2 separate regions of the Mus musculus genome follow, and region 2 is linked to region 1. A link is a contact called in public HiCAR-type data. All regions are on one chromosome and are shown on one strand. Each heading gives the region's core, a stretch centred on a gene start, on an enhancer-like site or on the middle of the called end of the contact. The rest is flanking DNA. Distances are from core to core; before and after follow the strand shown.

Region 1 (3,062 bases), core at 464-2,963:
GTATTTAGGGTCTTGGTATATTATGCATTAGTACCAGGGAGAAAGTTGAATATTTCCAGCAGTTGCCATGGGACCAGAAAGGCCTAAGAAACTTGTGTAATGGTAAAAACAGTGTGTTGGGAAGTAGAAGAGAATGAGGTTGGAAGGATGGAGACCCTTTATTGTGGAAATTAAAAAGGTGGGTCAGAGCAATGTGGAATGCAGCACAGAGAGTGTAGAGCTGGGGGGGAGGGGTGTAACCAGAGCTTGATATAACACTCTAGTTAGAAACATCTTTAAAATTCATTTTTTCCCAGACAACCAAGGCTAATTTGCTATTGACTCAGTAATGACTTGATGCAGCCTATCATTTACCACATTCAACAGACATAGGTTTTAGTGAAGACACTTCTTAAATAACCTCCTTTGAAATCAAAGTTTTAGTGTCATTTAGGGTGCTATAAGGAGCACCACAGAGCACCTTAACGCACTTCTTAAATAATAACAAAGCATTTAGGCATTAGTATTATGAAGAGCCTCTTACATTAGAGCATATCACCAATGATCAATGGAGCACTGAATCTTGGGGATTTCTGTAAGTGTTCAGGTGGGAAGAGGGAGGTCATGGTTGCATTTGGACTACTGAGATCAATGAAGCTGAAAACATCCTTATTGTAGGATTTCTTAGAGTCGTAGGTACTCCAGTATCCATTGTGAACAACCATGGTAGTACTCTAGAAGAGGATATTTACAGCAGGGTATGACCATGGCCTTCTGCCTTCAGGCAGCATCTCTTCTTAGGTGCACAAATTGCAGTGTGATTTCATATATAATGGTGATCTAAATACAATACACTGTAAAGGAATATACATGTACAATTTCCTTCAAATGAAATTGATTTCATAACTAGTAAGAATTCGAGTTATTCTTTTTCTAATTGTCTTTGGCTTTAAGGCTTGTCAGAATTCGGCTCATTAAATTCATCATCTCTTCTTATGAGGGAGCGTTGAGGACAACTTCACTGGAGTGGCTCACCCACACACAGCCCCCAAATCAGGCTGTTCATCATCCGACTGTTTTTTTCTTCAAGCACACAAAGAAGGTATTTTCTCCTGGGTAGGGGCTTCCCCTGACCTCCCACCCACCTCTGTTAGGTTGAAAGTCATCCCCAAAGAAATGTGTCATTCTTGGAACAGAACATCCTTCAGTAAAGGCTCACTGAGTAATCATTCAGCTAGACGTATAAATCTACCCGAGGGTCGGAAAAACCCACAGTTAAAGAGAATAATGGGTAAAGCCTTGCGTTCCAGGATATTAAAAATAGACATAAGCACAGAAGTGGTTTGCTGCTGTGAAACAAAGGGAATTCTTCAAAATACAATATGAAACTAGTCAATAAACTCCCACCTGGGGCATGATTAACTCTTTAGTCACTCAAGGAGGTCATCTCTCCCTCTTACTCAGGGTAGGATGGTAGTTAATATACCCTGAGCCATTTCCTGTTGGCTTCATAATGCTGATGGTAAACACAAGCTTTCCTTTCTGCCTTTCTTTATTCCCTTATCCCCTCCTTTGTGTGAGTATAATGTTGACCCTGCAACAGACATTACATAAAAAAAAAAAATTATGGGAACTCTGAATTCTCTCCTGAGTCATAACATCCTACCTGAAGCCAGACAGGCCTGGCCCAGGGAATAACGCTGACACCAGCCTAGCTCTATAGGTTGGAACTGAGCAGAGAGCTGTCCTTGTTGCAGAGGCTGGCGGGGAGGTTTCTGCTGGGTGGGCTAGGCACAGGTCCAACAGTGATCAACATGTTCTCGTCACGATTCAGGCAGCCGCCTGGCACTAGGGGAATCCAAGCTGGATCCACCCAACAGGTGGGCAGTGACTTGCTCAGAAAATCAGTCTGTCTAGGGACTTGCTTATCTAAAAGGCAGATTATACAAATGCTAAGAACTTTGGCTTCTAGTCTGATGCTGACTCGGTTTGACTGTGAGACTGTGGTCAAGTTATTCAAACAGATGTGATTATGACTTTTCAACGGAAGGCTTGAAATAAGAATAATCTGTAACACTTTCAGTACTCACTGTATGCTAAACAACTCTTTTTAATCCAGTATTATTTCTATCTGCATTTCATATATGGAGAAATTGATTCTCAGGCCACCAGCTGGTAATGATAAACCCAGATCTGACTTTATGGGACTACTTTATAGCTATATGCTAATTACTTAGAGAATTCCAACCATTCCCTAGTGATACTGCCATGCTGGAGGATGCTGAGGCAGCAGCTACTATTGTTAGTAAGGGGTGAGGATGATCTTCATAAATCCTGATTATTAATGACAGTCTTGATTATTAAAAGACAGTGATAGATAAAAGAAACGTTAAGGTATTCTCAGTTATAAGGCCCAGCTGAGGGTCTCCTTGATGTGTTAGAAAGGGCACTGAAATTGATTGTTCCTGTAGACCAGAACTCAATCAAAGTCAAGAGCAGAACAATCCATGGAATTCTGACTTCAAAGCAAAGCACCTTACAAATTGGGAGATAACAATGGAGGGTCTCAGAGTCAGACCTTGGTCCGGGATGCTGGATTATTATTCTCCTCAATCTTAAAAATTAGAAAAATTTGGCTCCATGGTACATGCAAGGTGATTGAATCTCAAGATAGCCAAGAGACTGCAGGAATCATAGGGACTGTGGGCAAGGACAGAAACAACTCCTGTTTAGAAGCTCAAGCTGGACTTACAGGGAAGAGATTAGTGGAATCCTGGTGATTAGGCACAGAATAGAAACCAAAATTCCTATCAGGTTATTTATTTGGTAGTATGGTAGTTATACCATGCAGTCTAGAATGAAGTGGTATCGAGTAGTATGGTATGGCAGTGAAGAATACTGTAATACAGAGCATTGTGCAGTACATCTGATGAGGAACAGTTAAGTTTAGTATAGTGTAGAATAGGTTGTGGGGTGCTTTTGGATAACACAGCATGGGGGAATAATGATAGTGTCTGCTATGCTCCCTGTTGCACTCATTCTGCCTCAATGCAGTCTCATGTAATGCAGAAAAAGAAGACTAT
Region 2 (2,868 bases), core at 212-2,711, 78 kb after region 1:
CAACTTGGTGCATGAGTAAATATCAGTCTGAAGGCTAAATAAATGAAAAACAGGCCTCCCACTTAACTACCCATCTTTCGAATAAGAAAGGCTTTAAAATTAAAAAAAAAAGAATCTATTGGAAGGACTAGGGGAAAAATGTGTAGGACCAAAATACCTATAATTGATGTGGAAATTTTAGTATGAAAAAAAATAATTCTAAAGAAAAGATAGTCCACACAAAAGTATGATTTTTATTCACAATTGCTTGAAAATAGAAGTAATCAGCATATCCTTCAATGGTAAGTGAGAAATATGAGACAGGGATGTGATGAAATATTACTCATCAGTAAAAAGAATTAAGTTCCCAGGCAACTAAAAGGCTATATTGCAGGGCCAAAGATGGCTTAGTGGTTTAAGAGTACTGGTTGCTCTTCCAGAAGATCTGTGTTCAGTTCCCAACATCCACATGACAGCTTACAACCACAGGTTCTCCCAGTACTAGAGATCTGGCACCCTCCCCTGGCTTCCATGGACTGGAATCACCAACATGATATCATATATATGTGTGTGTGTGTGTGTGTGTGTGTGTGTGTGTGTGTGCACGCACGCGCGCACGTGTGTGTGTATATATATATATATATATATATATATATATATATATATATATATATATATATACACACACACACAGGCTACATGCCCCCACATAGACAATACGAAATTGAACTAAACATTATATTTCTAAGTAAAAGAAGCCATCATGAATAGACTTTATTCTTTACTATTCCAACTATGACTTTCAGAAAGAAGACCAACTACAGAGATACTAAGAAAAAATAGTAGTTGAATGGATTAGGATGTGAGACTAGGAGAGAAAAATGAAGCATAAAGAGTTTAGCTCCATGAAATACTTCTGTGTGATGCTCCAATGGTATGTACATGGCATGCACCATAGAAATGAAAAGACAAATGAACTCTAATATAAGTTGCAAAATGGGTTTTAAACATTAATAATCATATATGCATATTGGTATATCAATTATAACACACTGTAATAACTGGAGAAACTAGAGAAAGACCCATGTGGAAATTCGATACATCTTCCTGAATGGACTTTTGGAACTTCCCTGAAATAATTCTTTCCAAGAGTCTCCTGCTTCAGTTTATCCTGGAAAGAAGAAAAGAGAATTTCAGATACTAGGCAAGGTTCTTCCAGAGAAGGAAATTTCTCAAGGGTCAAGGTAAAACTATATATTTAGTCTTGAGCATGTCACAGGCTACAAGAGATGGAGGAGCTGTGACAAAACCACTTTTGAGGAGGTTCTATAAGTTATATACTAAACTGGAGGGAAGTTCAACTTGGAGGAGGTCTGACTAATATGTGACTAAGAACTTTCCAGGAGACATGATCATATATAGCTGAGACCTCATTGTCTATGCAGAGAAGTAGCACTCACCTTGGAGAATGCAATACTTTGAGATCTGGGTGACTCATGCTCCCATAGCAGAGGCTGTGGATGACTGGCTTTGCAGGTCATCACACTGCACGTAGGCTGGCTTGCTCAAGGCTTCTCACAAGGGCTCCCACATATGTGAGGGACAGAGGGGAGGATTGCATGAGGTAGGACTGACTGAGCAGGCCTGTGAGTACTCAAATTCAATCATATTTTTATCTATCTGAAAAGTATGCCAAAATATGTGGTGGTACCATTTTGTTCTCTACAGTTCTTCTCTGGGTCTTTATTAAAAAGGGAAACCCAGTACTATTGTGGGAAGTGAAACATTTAACATTTTACCCAGTCCCTGAAGGAGACATCACTGTCTCCTGAGTAAAGAAAAAGGAACCCAAGCTTGCAGAGTGAGGCAGCCTGCCTTGCAGCACTTAGCTGGGTCATGCTGTAGTTGTTATTCTTCATAGCGGGACTGCTGACACATTTAAGTGCATTGGTTTTTTGTTTTTGTCACATGGGAAGGCCAGAGAAACTTGTAGACCTCGAACTATTAGTTTCTAGCATTTTCATTTACTGAAGTCTTTCTTTGAACTTTCATCTACACTTCCTGTATATTCCATGATGTTTCTATATTTCCAGAATCTCAGCCTCAGAATAATTGAAAATTTCTTCTTTCACTTGGCTATAAATCGACTGGTGAAGGCACTGGTGTTAGAAATGGAAGAGGTAGTACTCAGAAGTCGAGCACTGTTAGCATATACAAAACACTTGCTTTAATCACCAACAGATCGATACCATAGGCTTCCCTACAACATGCTGAACATTTGTCCTGCAATTTCATTTAATTCTGAAAACCTGAGGAAAATTTCCCAGTGTTGCTCCCTTTATACAAATAAAGAAAATGTTGGGAATGATTAACCGACTCTTTAAAAAGCTGAGAGCCTGGTGTCCACCAAGATGACTTCTATACTCTGGATTCCTTGAGCTGCTACTTGTAATATTGTGGTGATTACTCAATTTAAGTAGATCAAAGCAGAATTTGAGCATCTTCCTATAACATTCTTTGTGGTTTTTGGAGGACATTACAAAGCTAAGTACACCCCTTGTTATGTCTGTTTTTTTCCGATTGTTTCTCTCATGAGAGCTTGATATTTTCCACAGGAGACGATTGGTTTATATTCCCAGGAGCCATGACTGAGGATGCTCCCGCCCTGAATACCTTTGATTCTTTTTAACCACAAGTTGGAGGATATGTGAAATGGATGGACAAATATCCTGAATAGCTGCCCTTTAAATTCCCATCATGCTCCTCACACCACAAAGCATTCTACATTATCCAGAAATCAGGAGTCTTTTGAAAGAATGCAGTAGAAGCTTCAACCCCAGGTGGTGACACACAGGGAAAAAAATGTCCTTGGGATTCTTACCCTGAGCT

Evidence for each region. HiCAR-type assays count read pairs that join an accessible place to other places.
Region 2: a contact with region 1 is called in a HiCAR-type map of Th17 cells, with 4 times the contacts expected there. The contact joins two enhancer-like sites. A contact is called at or near these places in 10 of 484 Hi-C or Micro-C datasets (3T3-L1-derived adipocytes, the G1E-ER4 cell line, Th1 cells and 6 more) and 3 of 115 datasets of contacts at active chromatin or transcription factors (CD8 T cells, Th17 cells and Th2 cells).

The regions. Positions count from the first base shown.
Region 1 is chr13:16,658,283-16,661,344 of GRCm38.p6, forward strand. No RefSeq gene overlaps it. Among named protein-coding and RNA genes, the nearest start is that of Gm31711, 400 kb to the left of the region's middle. Within about 2 kb of position 1,714, at least 27 of the 459 cell types and tissues checked have an H3K27ac peak or open chromatin away from gene starts, as enhancers often do. A contact at or near this core is called in Th17 cells and embryonic fibroblasts, where this site is marked.
Region 2 is chr13:16,737,035-16,739,902 of GRCm38.p6, forward strand. No RefSeq gene overlaps it. Among named protein-coding and RNA genes, the nearest start is that of Gm25020, 470 kb to the right of the region's middle. Within about 2 kb of position 1,462, at least 46 of the 459 cell types and tissues checked have an H3K27ac peak or open chromatin away from gene starts, as enhancers often do. A contact at or near this core is called in Th17 cells and embryonic fibroblasts, where this site is marked.